Regions from separate parts of the Mus musculus genome. Here regions 1 and 2 are each linked to region 3. Evidence: chromatin contacts called from public HiChIP or PLAC-seq and promoter capture Hi-C data. All regions are on one chromosome and are shown on one strand. Each heading gives the region's core, a stretch centred on a gene start, on an enhancer-like site or on the middle of the called end of the contact. The rest is flanking DNA. Distances are from core to core; before and after follow the strand shown.

Region 1 (4,452 bases), core at 753-3,252, 2.1 Mb after region 3:
AAGTCAGTCAGATAGCTGTAAACACAAATGATAAAAGTGCAAGCACATCAGAAAAACTGCCTTCGGCCTCACACATCCAGCTCTGAGTCCCCAAGGCACTCTGAGGTCAGCTCTTCAATCACAGAGCAGTAAGGCAAGTTCCAGGTGCTCCTGAGCTCCAGATATAGATAGAGGCTGCAGCTGGCTATGACATCAATCCCTGAATAATTCTGAGGCAGCTCTCATCTTTTCTTCCAGACAATACAGGATAATTTATTTAAGGTCTTTAAATTTAGGTGATATGTACAGTATTTTATTTGTTTATTTTATTTTAGGTGTATGAGCATTTTGCCTGTATGTCCGTCTCTGTACCACATGCAGAGGGCAAAAGAGGGCATTGGATCCCCTAGAATCAGAGCTACAGATATCGAGAGCCACCACGTGGAGAGTAGAAATTGAGACCAGGCCCTCAGGGAATGGAAAAAATAGTCAAAAATACTATAGCAATGTCATGCATCCACACACCTGAGTACCTGTTGTTCTCAAACAAAGGGCCTGTGGCCAGTCTCATCTTTTAAAGTTTCTGTAATTGAATCATCAGCAGTAAGTCCATTTAAAATCCAGAGCATGTGCCCGAGTTTGTTGTCGCAGTGGATGTCTTTGTACTGCCTTCATTTTCACCTTCGCTTCTCGACATTGACATGTGAGTTTTAGTCAAAGAATATATGATTCTTATGGCATTCTCCACAGTATGCAATATAGTTAGTTATAATATATATCAGGTTAGTGTACTTTCCTTCCATTTTAACACCCAGACAAATAGATGAATATTAAATGTCTGTAATGTTTTTATTTATTTACTTACTTACTCGGTTAATAAGTAATTGTGATTTCTAATATCAAAATGTAGGAAATGCCCTTTTAATATCTTATTTACAAAAGGTAAACACACTGCTGCTCATATGAGCAGTCACTTAACCATTCTGGCATTTGGTATCCTTGCTTTGGTAAAGTTCAACAACACCCACACAGGACCAAGCCCCTCTTTTCTTGTCAGGAGAAGATTTCAAATACAGGAGACGCCTTTTTGGTATGGAGATGTGGTTTTAGTCCCTTGCAGCAGGAGTAACAATGCAGGAGCCATCCATACCCTGTGACCCACCTGAGTAGAAGGAGTCACAGGAAGGCCAAACACAGAGCTGAAAGGTTCCCAGCTGTGCTTTTCAGTCACAAGAAGAGAGCTAGGAAGCCCCTCCCGCAAGGCCTGTTTCACACCTATGCTTGAAAATAAAGTTAAAAGTTAAAGAAAAGAAAAGAAAAGAAGAGAAGAGAAGAGAAGAGAAGAGAAGAGAAGAGAAAAGAAAAGAAAAGAAAAGAAAAGAAAAGAAAAGAAAAGAAAAGAAAAGAAGTAAAGAAAAGCCCACGCTGTTTCTTACAGCTTCCATTAGAACTATCTTAACATGGTAGGGTATCAAACAAAGCAGACGCATGGCTCAGAGGCCCAAATTGGTACACACTGTACTTTCAGGAAAACAAGCACTGGATATAGACATTGGTACTCTAGAGTCTGGAGGTCCTCCGGACCTGATGCTTATCATTCTCATCCTCTCTGCCTCTTTCTTCCACCCTCTATCCACTCTTTTCTTGAACCCATCTATTGATTGTTTATGTGTTTTTGTTTACTACTTTGACAGTTGAACTTGCAGCTCGAAGCTGTCCAATCACCCTGTCCTTCAGTTATTTCAGCGTGCTTACAGTTTGCTGTTGGAGGCATCTTGAGAATTGTTCAGTAAGTATCTCGAAGATTCTAACATCTGCCACCTTTCTGTTGCCATCCATCCTTGTCCATTCCTCCCCGGGATTAACTCCGTCTCACCTGTGTGAACAAGAACTTCTCTGACCTGCTGCTCCTTCACTGCCCTGAGCCTACAGAAAGCATCCTATGATGGGGTCTTGGCCTGATTTCACTGTTGATTCTTGGTACAGAACAGACACTGATGGAGGAAGAAGTCCGAGGCTCAGCACCACGCTGTCCTTGGTCCTGAAGCTGCTGACTTGGCTTGCTTGCTTGCTTGCTTGCTTGCTTGCTTGCTTGCTCATTTGCTCGTTTTCTTGCTTGCTTGCTTGCTTTTTGCTTTCTTCTTCTTTTTTTCAATTCAGCTCAGTGGTTTCCTTTTTATTGATGTGCCTCCTACCTCCCCCACCCAATGTCAATCCATTACATCTACCCTCTGAAAAGAAGGTAGCAAAAAGAAGCAATTATTGGGGTTCTGAGCCCGTTGGGCAGTTAGAAAGGGAATAGCAGCCAAAACAATCATTGGATGTGACAGAGATTGACAATCAAGAAGTCTAAAGCAGAGTGGGAATGGAGGGAAAACAAGAGGAAAAAGAGATGTACAGAGGCTTTATCTACCATTATCCCTCCTGCTGAGAGGGACGGACGGAAGAGACAGCCTCAAACACTAAGTGCAGGTCCTGAAGAAAGGAGATAGTGTTTGAGCCTGAAGGAGGAACTGGATGTCAAGGAAGGAGCGCCACCTGTCTTTGTAGAATGGAACCCCCAGCTCAGGTACAGCATCTTCACAGTCTGTAGATGCTTTCATCACCGTAGACAATGTTCAGTGTTCCCGTACAGCTGACCCATGGTGGCACTGGTGGATGGAATGACATTGTTGCCGAATAAAAACAAGGAATCTTCAGCAGGAAGATGGATTCCCTTCCGGATCAAGAAGTAGAATTGACCAACCATAAGATCAGAAGGCACCAGGTATTCCTTTTTGTCCAGGACTCCTATCTGAGCTTTGGGAACTTTTTCAACTATCACTGGGACCCAGTCTGGGGATTTCTTTTGGATTTTCTCACCCTCAGAGCAGCACTTCTCAAATGGATGCTCTTCTTTGCACTGGAACTTCATTCTCCTGAGAACCAGGCCAGACAGAGCTGGGCTGAGGGAACTTGGGGCTGTGGCAGGTGGGAGGGAGGGGAAGGCAGAACAGGGTTCTTTCTTTCTTAGCAGAGTTCACGCCCTGTTTGATATCTATGCCTTTCCATTTAACTTGAAAGCAGGAATAGAGAATAGCTCTACCTAATTTTCTTTAAAGCAAAAGTCTTGGCACATATATTAGAAGCATGAAAACTAACACTGAGGTCGACCGCATCTCAACCTGACATGGGAGCATTTGGTGTTTGCCTGCTTTTCATATATATAACTGCTGATTGGATTCATGGAGCTTCAACAGGGATCAGTTAATATATGCCTGGAGAATGAGCCATTAACATAAATATGAGCTTTGATAAAAGGTAATTTGGAAAGCTAGTCAGCAGCAGGACAAAATGAGTCCGGCTCATCATCAAAGAGCAACGATTTAAGCGTCATTAATTCTAAGATGTGATGGCTCAAAAAAAAAAGTTTTCTCTAATATTCACAACTGTCACCACCTTTCTCAGCCTTAACTCTGCTTCTCAGAGCTGATGAGAAAGGGGGAACACTAGAGAGCAAATGTCTTTAAATGTTCACTACTTTTTCTGAACAAGTTAATAAAGCATGAAAACTCACCATTTCATCTAGACTGAGTTGAGGAAATGCTCAAGAATCATGGGCAGTAGGGAGCACACACCCAACTGAAAGGAAGTGCTGAGAGCCAGGTGGAAATAGCTTCACCCCGCCCCCTCCCCCAGCTTCCTACAGTTAACAGAGTCTGGATCAGGTAGCATATGTAGTAGCACTGATGAGGCTATGCTAAGGCTCAGCATGAAATAACTCCTCATGAATCTCATTTTTCATAGACATGAGGATAAGGGAGAATGAAATTGGGTAAAAGAGCTTACACTCTAACCTGGAAAAGGAATGCATTGCTTACTGAGAAGAGTAAAGAATCTGCCCTATGTGTGCATTTTTTCATAATCAAGAATGTTTTTGGTGTGAGGCCTTGATACAAGGCTTGACTATATTACAGATTTGATTTCTGCCTGAAAACTCTATGTTTATGATATGGCACAGTATTTTATATTTTTGAGTAGAGGATAAAGATGGTAACAGTGATTTCTTTCTTTGATCTAGGAAGGCATTTCCAGATACCAAGGTTTTCTGTCTACACACTGTCTAATCTCCTTTTGAAGTTCTTCAGTTCCTGGTCCAAGGTCACACACGGCTGTCGGTTTAACAGTTGTATTACAAGGAGAAAGCACATAACCAGGCAGTATGTTCAGAGCAAATGTAGCCATGTAATGGGGTCCTGTGCAGAAGTCTATGGTGAAAGAGTAAGAAGAGAAAGTTGTAATGAGAAAGAGAAGGAGGAGGAAGGAGAGGGACTCCTCTCTGAAGGACAGACAGTCCATAGTAGTATCTGGACTCTATGAAGAAAGGCAAAGGGAAAGCATTTGAATGAATGAGGATGTGGGTAGAGAAGGGAGGACCACTTTGGTGAGAATGAAGTTGAGAACAGATTTGGACTCCAAATTCTAGAATGACTA
Region 2 (4,324 bases), core at 928-3,427, 2.5 Mb after region 3:
ATTTGTTGCTACACCTGGAGCCCACCGGCTACGGGGAAGTGAGACAGACAGACAACAATACTGCCAAGAAAGTGTATGTGTGTTAGGGATGGGGTTGACATCCCATGATGCATTGTGGCCAGACACTCACCTCCCAGATCGGTGACCCTGGATGACATGCAGGTACAACTTTCTCACCAAAGAACGGGTGAGTATGAAGTGGAAAGATGAGTGATTTCTCAGGTCTTCCTCTCCCGCATGCCCCCGAATCAGTCATAATTAGGGGGTTGGTCATCTACAACAGAGCCGCTCTGAGACTAAAAAGATCGACTGTTAATAACCAGTGCATGCCCAGAGATCCAGACATCTGCCACCCTGACCACAACCAGTTGACCTACACAGCAGAAACACCCAAGAATGTGTGTCTAACCTTACACCCGTGGCTCACCGTGTCAGATTGATTGGTAGAGAGCCAACTAAGAAGCATGCCTCTGGATAGGTCTCTGTGTGTGTGTTTCAGGAAGGTTCAGTTGAGGTAGGGTGTCCCACTACAAATATGGGAGTGCTATTCCATGGACTGGGGTTCCAGACTGCATAAAGAGGAGAAAGCAGGCTGGTCAACAGCGGCCATCTCCCTCTGTTTTCTTACTGCTGATGCAAACCTCCCCTCCACTAAGAACTATGTATCCTCTCGAATTGTAGCTGTGTATCCTCCCAAGCAAGCCCTCCCTCCCTTAGGGCTTTGTCAAGTGTTTTCACTCACCAGCAAGGATCTGACATACTCACTAACTTCGAGCAATTGAGCAAATTATTTTCAAAAAATCATGAATGATCCTAGCACAGCCCAAAGAGCCCTTCTCTCCCTCTTCCCTCTTAATGGCCACTACTGCAGTATCACCTTTGTTCACAAGAGGGCACACCAGCCACCAGAAATCTTTTCTTCCCTGGGCACTCTCCTGGCTGTGAGCTCTTTTCAAGAAGAGCTCAACAATAGTGTGCAAAAGAAAGAAAAAAAGAAAAGTCTGGAACTTGAGTGTTGTTACCCATAATCCTTTTTAATGTGGAATAAAGTTCCATTACTCCTGACCCCGGGGCTGGCAAGTCACAGTAATTGTGTCTGACACATCCTGGGGCATGATAGGCAGCACTGTTTCTATGATTTTTAGAGGACTGTACAAACAAGACCAAGAAAAACCTTAGAAACCTTTTATTTTTCCTGTTGAGAGCTGCCTAGTTTGTCTACTTGCTAATCCCAGCTGCAGAGGAGGTTTTAATTATGAGTAGCTTGTTTTCTTCTGGCACAAAGAATGTAGGGTGGTATAGGGAGTGTAGGCTAAGTATTAGGAGGTAACTCCTCCAAAGAACACAGGGTCCCTTCAAGCCAATAGAAATTCTTCACTGGCCAGTAGACCTAAACCGTGGAGCCCTGAGCCCTACAGTTCTTTGTCAGCGTGCACAAAAATTACATCCTGGTTGTCAAGCTTTGGTTAGCAAGAAGACAACAACAGATGCCAAAAAGCAAGGTTGGTATATTTAGGAACTTTCCCAGGTCCTGTACTATGGGCTGGCATAGGTTTTTGGTGGATTTGGTCTTAGTACCCATTCTGGCAGGCATTGGGGCCTACATACCCAGTTTTAAGGTCACGATAATGTCTCTAACATGACATCAGATGTCCTAAGGTCTTAGGATGTACTAAGCTCTGGGGGCCTGTTACAGTAAGAGATGATCTACAAACACCCAGGCCTGGATTGTCACTCCCAAATGGGTCCCAAAGTCGCTTCAATCTGAGATGTCCCTAGCCCTGTCATATAAAGTATCCTTTATGATGATAAGAGCCCAGACTTGTACTATGACCACTCTGATATCTGCGGGAGAGGGAGGACTCCATACACACTTTAAAACCCATTCAGCACCCTGCATCTGATGTGAGTTTGTCCCATGACAGGACTTCAGAGTCAGGAAGCTGTGGGGTGTGGAGTCACGTGAGCTGTGGAGGTCCACCCAAGGACACTGAGAGACAGTGAGAAGCCAACGGGGCTTTCGAGATGGAACAGCCTTGCTCTACGTGAACCTAGACGTGGGAACAAAGGCTTCCGAAGCCTTGGAAACCATGGGGAAAGAATGCAGTGCTGACCCTGGGAACAAACATAAATTCCAGGTTCTAATAGAAGGAAGGTTCTGGGCGATGACTTCTTTGTTGAACCCAACATTCCCGTGCCCTGTTGACGCACCCCTCTACGGAGCCAAGATCTGTTGGCACAGCCCTCTGCGGAGCCATGCTAAGAACACCATGAACTACAAATTGAGGGTGAGCTCAAGCCTGCTGGTAAGAAACAACCAAAGAAACCCACTGTCTCTAGACTTTCCCAGAAGCAGAATTCTGTGCTGAAGTAGTTGACCCATACCTGTTAGCGCTACTTAAATACGAATACATTTTTATCATGTCACCGCTCATGTGACATGCTCGTAAAATCTACTCATCTCTCTGCCATGGGTCTCGTATAAACCCAGAAAGACAAAGTGATTCTAAAGATGGTAAAGAACTTCCCATTACTGCAGATGTGGAAACTGACCCACACAGAACCAGCAGCACCCTCACCTGCAGCTCCTGGAAACCCAAGTCTACCAAGTTTAGCCTCCAGGATACCCACAGACATGTCTCTTCACTGGACCAAGGTGTGAACAACTCCCTTGGCTTTTCCTGTATTCTTATGCACCTAGGCCCTGTACTGTGTAGGACAGGATGGGTTGCTGTTTGCAGACAGAGTCCTCGTAAGGAAAGGGTGCACAGATACACCAGTGGCAAGGATAACATACTTGATGCTCTTGACCTAAATAATAATCAGAGACATTCAGACAGACAGACAGTCTTCAGGACATTGATATTGAGAGCTGAATGGGCTATTGTGGGAACAGGTATACCCCAGAAAGTCATGATTGTGGGCAAGGGATAATTTCTATAAACAAAATGAATTATGTCTAGCATCTTGAAACCATCTTCCTTGGTCACAGACTATCAAGGGAAATGCCACCCAAGGCTGAGTGGGCCATTTGGGGATAAACATCCTGAAAGGGTTTTCTGGACAAAATTCTGGTTCTGTAGCCAATGCAATGGTTCTACATCTTGGTGAATACAAAGTCAAAGCAAATGCCAGCATGAAATGAAGTAGAAAGATATATTACCTGCAGCAGGAAGGGAAGGGCAGGCAACCATTTCCAAAGCATCCAATGCCTTCCTCTGGGGAAGTGCCTGGAGCTGTTCGGCAAGCCAACAACACCTATGCAGTGGAGAGGGGGCCCCATCCTGAACGTGCTTAGTTAATGCTGAGTTGAACTCCTGCGCATGCTCAATTTAAGGTTATCATTCAGAAAGAAAGATGTAGATGTATTTCTGGGCATGCTCTGGTTTATAGATAGGGCACATAGGAGCCAGGTAGCATGCTGGGCATGTGACATAAACCTTCTGAAGGCTGAGTTAATATAGGAACTTGCCTGTGATGGTGCCTGCTTCACCGCTTGCCTCTGCCACTTGAGGTTTCCTGTGATCTGATCACCAGTCGAGTATCAAAGATATATTATATATTATATGTTATACTATGTTATATATTATATCAATTATATTATATATTCTATGTTATATGTTATATTATCTCATATATCATATATTATATATAACCTCCTTGTTATATCTATTAATAAACAGTTATTAAATAGATGAGTGACTCCATTTGGTTACAATAACTTACAGTTTTATGCTTAGTAGATGTGATAGATGTCAAATGATGCCTTTGCATAAGATATTCTTATATTTGAAAACTCATCTGTAAGCACACACGGGGAACTGGGAGAGAAGGGAGCTGTGAATGGGAACCATCGCAGGGGTCCCACATCTGGTATGGAAGGAGTTGTGAGTGGGAACCATCGCAGGGGTCCCACATCTGGTATGGAAGGAATTGTGAGTGGGAACCATCGCAGGGGTCCCACATCGGGTATGGAAGGAGTTGTGAGTGGGAACCATCGCAGGGGTCCTACATCTGGTATGGAAGGAGTTGTGAGTGGGAACCATCACAGGGGTCCCACATCTGGTATGGAAGGAGTTGTGAGTGGGAACCATCGCAGGGGTCCCACATCTGGTATGGAAGGAGTTGTGAGTGGGAACCATTACAGGGGTCCCACATTGGGTATGGCCTCCAGGATCACACACTCAACAGGATTCCTGGGGTCCTGAGGCATGAAAGTGTTCACAGCACAGAAGTCACACTATGTCCACAATGCCCACTGCCCTGAGTCAGTCATACCATGTAGGACAAAGTAATTGGGTCCATGGTGTGGTGGGGACAGGAC
Region 3 (4,767 bases), core at 910-3,409:
GAAACAAAGTGATTGTCATTTTTTTGACTGTTGTTGCTCTACAATTTTACTCAAATAGATAATTTGCAACAAAAGCATCCCCCCAAAAAGTGTTTTAATTATTGTTGTTTTGAGACAAGGCCTCCCTGTGTAGCTCTGGCTAGCCTGAAACTCTCTTCCTAGACCAGGCTGGGCTTGAACTTGAGGTGATGGCCCCGTCTGTCTCCTGAGTGCTGTCTCTACCGGTCTGTATCACCCTGGATCTGAAAGAAAAAGGGTCTTTAAGCCTGTGGCCATGAAGGAGCCACTCAATCTTGAGTTGTCAAAGTGCCACCATTCTGTGCAAAGCAAAGGTGTTTGACATCTCAGGTGACACTGAACATTCTTGATTCGGACCCTAATAACATGGCTCCATCTGGGAGCCCCCCCCCACACCCCCCCTCCCCCCGACAAAGAAGTGAGATTTGGAAATGGTTTTTAATGGCAGAAATCCTTCTTGGTGACATGAGTCATTAGGAGTGGCATTCAGAAGACAGGACACCGTTTCTCATGGAGGTCTTCAGCTATGCTGCTTCTGTAGATCAATGGGTCCTAAGGAGGAGCAGCGGATGAGCTATCGGATCTCCTAATAGGTCTTGTTGTTGTTGTTCACTTGCTGGAGTGTAAATAACACCTGGGGGAATGACTTAAAATCACACTGTAGGTGACCCCTTCCACTCCCTGTCACACTGAAGCACACAGGGCATCATTCTCAATCCATTGCTTTAGAGAGATAGCCTGGAATTTTCTCCCCTAGGGATAAGGGAAGAGCAATGGGAGGATACTTTCAAACAAACAAAACAAAAAAACTTCAGATCAGTTCCAAGAGAGCCTGGGGGAAACCTGCAGGAGAACAGAGCCCAGGGTTTTTTTTTTTTTTTTTTTTTTCTGGGGAGCTCCAATCTCCAGGAGAAGGATTCTAGGCTGGATAAAGTCTCTGGTTACTCTTGGAAGGTAAGGTACAGCCGGTGACTCTACATTTTTGGAGTCACTCTCATGCCCTCACGTCATCCGTGGGCTTCAGGGAGCAAGAAAGCTCTAGAACACTAAACTTGAGTGGCACACCGTGACTCTGCCCCTAACAGTGGGCACAATGCTGGTGCGATGATGTGGCCATCAGCCTGCCTCCACACACCATCCTCATTCCTTGGTGTGAACAACTCACAGTCAGCATGGGATGAATGTTCCCATGCTGGGGGCCTGAGATGTCCATCCCTGGCCCCTTCCATCCTATCCTCTAGAACTCCCGAATCCTTTCTAAGAATGGAGCATCTGTGAACTCTAGCCTTCACCTGGTTTGGATTTTTTCAATTAACCTACAGCCTTTTTCTAGTAGTTTACTCTGTGTGCACTCACTGGCTGCAGTAGACCTGCTTTTAGGAACTTCCTTCTGATCCCTCTTGCAGGAATGCTGGATGTGATGCTGGGGTTCACTACACTTTTGTCAATTCTCCTGCTCTCACAACCAGAACAGGGTGGCAGCCCAGTTGGGTTGTTTAGATTCATTTTGTTTCCCACATAGAGCTGGGCTTGCAATGAGGGTAACACTAACAGGACTAAACAGGAGCAGAACAGGAACCTGTCAGAGGCTCATCATAGTTGCAGACAGTCACCTTTTCAAAGGTAATTTATAATTTCTTTTAAAAGCACCATTTTGCTCCCAGTTTCAGTCACAGCTGGGCCCATTCTCTTCCCCCACCTGCATTTCTTTCCTAACTTAGGCAGAGGTCTTCTTCTGGTCAGTAGAGAAAGAGAAGGATGGAGGCTGGCCTCTGCCTGCCCCCACAGAGCCCTCGGGCTCGCTCGCGTGGCCAATTGTATGGTTTTTCCCCGGTGCGCAGCGTGGGCTTCTCCCACTTGAGCGCCCAACAAGTCTCCGTGCTCCAGCCTGCGCGCAGCCGCGCCAGAGACTGAACGCTGCGCTGCCTGCGGGAGCACTAGCAGGGGCCTGAAAGCCCGAGGCCAGGCTGAGTCCCGGACTGCGCGGTGCCAGCCTCCTTCCCCTCTCGGTGGGTAGGATGGTTGAGTCCAGCCACCACGGCAGCGGCTCCTTGCGCCTCTAGCAGCCTGTCTTCGGCGCTCGCTCCCCGCCTTCCTCCCGCTCCAGCCCTGCTCCCCCCTCCCCCCGCGCCCCTCCCGCACCTCCCACTCGCTGGCTCTCTCTCCAGCTGCCTCCGCTCCAGGTTGCTCCCGGTTGCGCGCGCTCCTCTCCCGCCTCGCCCCCTCCCGCAGCCTCGCCGCCTTGGTGCCTTCCTGCCCGGCTCGGCCGGCGCTCGTCCCCGGCCCCGGCAGCCCCGGGGCTGCGCTCGCTCAGAGCATCTTCAGCCCCGCAGTGGCTCGGACCCGATGCTACGGGAGCGGAGCGAGCCGGGCGCGCAGAGCTGCGGGAGGCGTCAGATGCGCGGCCGGGCTGGGGACCCGGAGCTCTTGCCAGCTCGCCTTGCCCTTTGGTGATTACCGGACTCTGTTTAGAGCCCGGTTGTTCCTCGGAGGAGACCGGCGCATCCGAGAGGAGCCATCCGTGTCGTGTGCGTGTGGAATATCTGCAGACATGACTGCGTGGAGGAAATTCAAGTCGCTGCTCCTGCCTCTGGTGCTGGCGGTTCTGTGCGCGGGGCTCCTCACTGCAGCTAAGGGTAAGACAGGCTAGCTCGGTACCGGGGAGACGGCCGAACCCTCGGAGGCCCGGTTTGCGAACGCGAGTGTCTGATCTGAGGATTGTAAGGGACCAAGCGGCAGGCACCGACCGGGTGGCTGTCCACCAGCGACGCTAGGGAACGCAGCGCCCGATACCGAGCTTCCATCGCGTTCTTCCCACCCCTCATCTGCCCCCGCCCCACCCCCGCCCTTCCTTCCCCCTCACTTGGGCTTAAACGACATTTCTCTCTGTGCTGTGTACTGTGGGTTGTCAAGGAGAAGAGAGCCCGACACGAGTTGGGCAGAGAACTGCGCCTTGGCTCCTGGCGCTTGGTGGGCTTGGCGGGTCGCAGGCTGGGGTAGTTCCCACGACTTCTCCCCGGACCCAGCGCACCTGGGAAACATACTGGGCACCGTCAGCCTGGCAAGTTCAAGCTCGCCGGGCTCCTGTGCCATCAGAGAGAGCTCCTAGCTGAGTGGTGTTCCCATAGCCTTACACCTCCTCTCACCCCATTCCTATGCTTCCCCTCCAAGGTACTCAAACTAGCTGTCTCTGGGATGTCGCCTCCTCTTTCCTTCCCTGGACTTTGCTTTTTTGCAAGTTGTGATATCTGGCAAGGTGGGTGAAGCCAGTGGGGAGTTCTGGTCAGGTTTCCCTAGCAGATCAATTCTCTGTGGGTGCAGAGGCAACCCCTGTCAAAGTCTGATCAACCAAAGGAAAGGGCTATTTCTGTATGGTTCCTGGGGCTTTTTTGTCTCAGAGAATTTGGCTTTCTCCTTGAAAGGAGTTAGGGGATGTTTTCTCCTAAGTCTCTACAAGCTGCAACCTTCGGGCTGGTAACAGCTCCTGTGCGCTAGGTTTAGTCTATGGGAAGGAGGAGGAAAGAGAGGAGGAAGGGGGGAGAAGGAGAGAGAGAGAGAGGGAGAGAGAGAGAGAGAGAGAGAGAGAGAGAGAGAGAGAGAGAGAGAGAGAGAGAGAGAGAGGATTGATTTCACATTGGCAAGTACCTGCTCCCATTTCTTCACTCTCTCATATGCTCCTGGTGCTACTGGGTGTCAGGTTCCCAGTTTCCTTCCTCACACTACTGGGCAAATCTGTATCTGTATCTTTATAGACAGACTGCTTTTCTTTTTAAAGGATGGAACCAAGTCTTACGACTTTTTCCCCCCTTTTGAATCATTTGTCCCCTCTTTTCCTCAGAAGAAATTTCCCTTTCCTCTCTAAGACTACCCCAGCTGCTATTCCCCTAGTGGTTCAAATTCAAGGGTGATTAAGAAGCCACAGAGGACTCTGTGATCTCCATCCAACTCCACACCGGCCTGGAGAGAGCAGAGGATTGCCTGAGGGCTCCAGGTGGGGGAAAATTCGGCCTTCTGATGCTGGCCCCTCTGCTTAGCATCCTTCTCACAATAACTATCCGTGGGATGTGTCCCAATAGCTCACCTAGAAATAGGTGGGTCCTGCTTAACTAGAAAGATGGGATTGCTTGATTTTTGGGGAGCTTCCCACAGATGTCTACCCTCTGACTACATGTCCCCCTCCCCCCATCTAGCCTGGGCCTCCACCTGAGGAGGCTCCACGGGTCAAGCACCAAGCAGGGTTAGGTTGGCAGAGGGCTCTGGTCTGGGCACGCTGGGAAATGAGAGGCAAAACATGAAAAGTCTGTGCCCCCCAAACCAGGTACTGATGTCAATGTTGGAAGTGGAAAAGATTCAGGATACAGAACCAGGCTTTGTCCAGACCAACCCTTGCTGAAATGGTATTCTTGTCATGCAACTATGCCAAACTTCTTACCCTTTCCTGCACTCTGAGATGATCTAAGGCAAAGCTTCCTCCTTCCTTAAACCTGCAGCTCACCCTTGGAGCGCACTCTGGGTTTCCTTGGAGTTCTGAGCAGTCCTAGCTCCCTCCCCCCGCAATTAACAGAGGTTGCTGCGTGGACCCCACAGCCTCTCGCCCGGCTGCTTAATAATCCCTACACGTGTGCGGGCTGATTCCGCCCCCACGAGGGTGGTCTGCCGCTCTGGGGGAGGGGAAGCTGGGGCCGGGCGTGGAGGGATAGGTCCTGGACAGAGGCTGCACTGGCCTGGTTAAGGGATTCCAGGTTAGGT

Evidence for each region. Promoter capture Hi-C pulls out the DNA fragments that hold promoters and counts their contacts. HiChIP or PLAC-seq counts read pairs in DNA pulled down with a chosen protein or histone mark.
Region 1: a contact with region 3 is called in a promoter capture Hi-C map of second pharyngeal arch cranial neural crest, with 7 times the contacts expected there. The contact joins the enhancer-like site here to the promoter of Csmd1 in region 3. A contact is called at or near these places in 6 of 39 promoter capture datasets (the C10 cell line, frontonasal cranial neural crest, hippocampal neurons and 3 more) and 1 of 115 datasets of contacts at active chromatin or transcription factors (embryonic forebrain).
Region 2: a contact with region 3 is called in an H3K4me3 HiChIP or PLAC-seq map of embryonic hindbrain, with 13 times the contacts expected there. The contact joins the promoter of BB014433 here to the promoter of Csmd1 in region 3. A contact is called at or near these places in 3 of 39 promoter capture datasets (cranial neural crest, hippocampal neurons and second pharyngeal arch cranial neural crest) and 1 of 115 datasets of contacts at active chromatin or transcription factors (embryonic hindbrain).

The regions. Positions count from the first base shown.
Region 1 is chr8:15,436,306-15,440,757 of GRCm38.p6, reverse strand. No RefSeq gene overlaps it. Among named protein-coding and RNA genes, the nearest start is that of Gm35392, 63 kb to the right of the region's middle. Within about 2 kb of position 2,002, at least 4 of the 459 cell types and tissues checked have an H3K27ac peak or open chromatin away from gene starts, as enhancers often do. A contact at or near this core is called in second pharyngeal arch cranial neural crest, where this site is marked.
Region 2 is chr8:15,043,931-15,048,254 of GRCm38.p6, reverse strand. It overlaps BB014433 (expressed sequence BB014433), which reads left to right and starts at 2,177. Exons shown (of 2, transcript NR_037972.1): 1 at 2,177-2,288.
Region 3 is chr8:17,532,777-17,537,543 of GRCm38.p6, reverse strand. It overlaps Csmd1 (CUB and Sushi multiple domains 1), which reads left to right and starts at 2,159. Exons shown (of 70, transcript NM_053171.2): 1 at 2,159-2,654. The coding sequence starts at 2,570.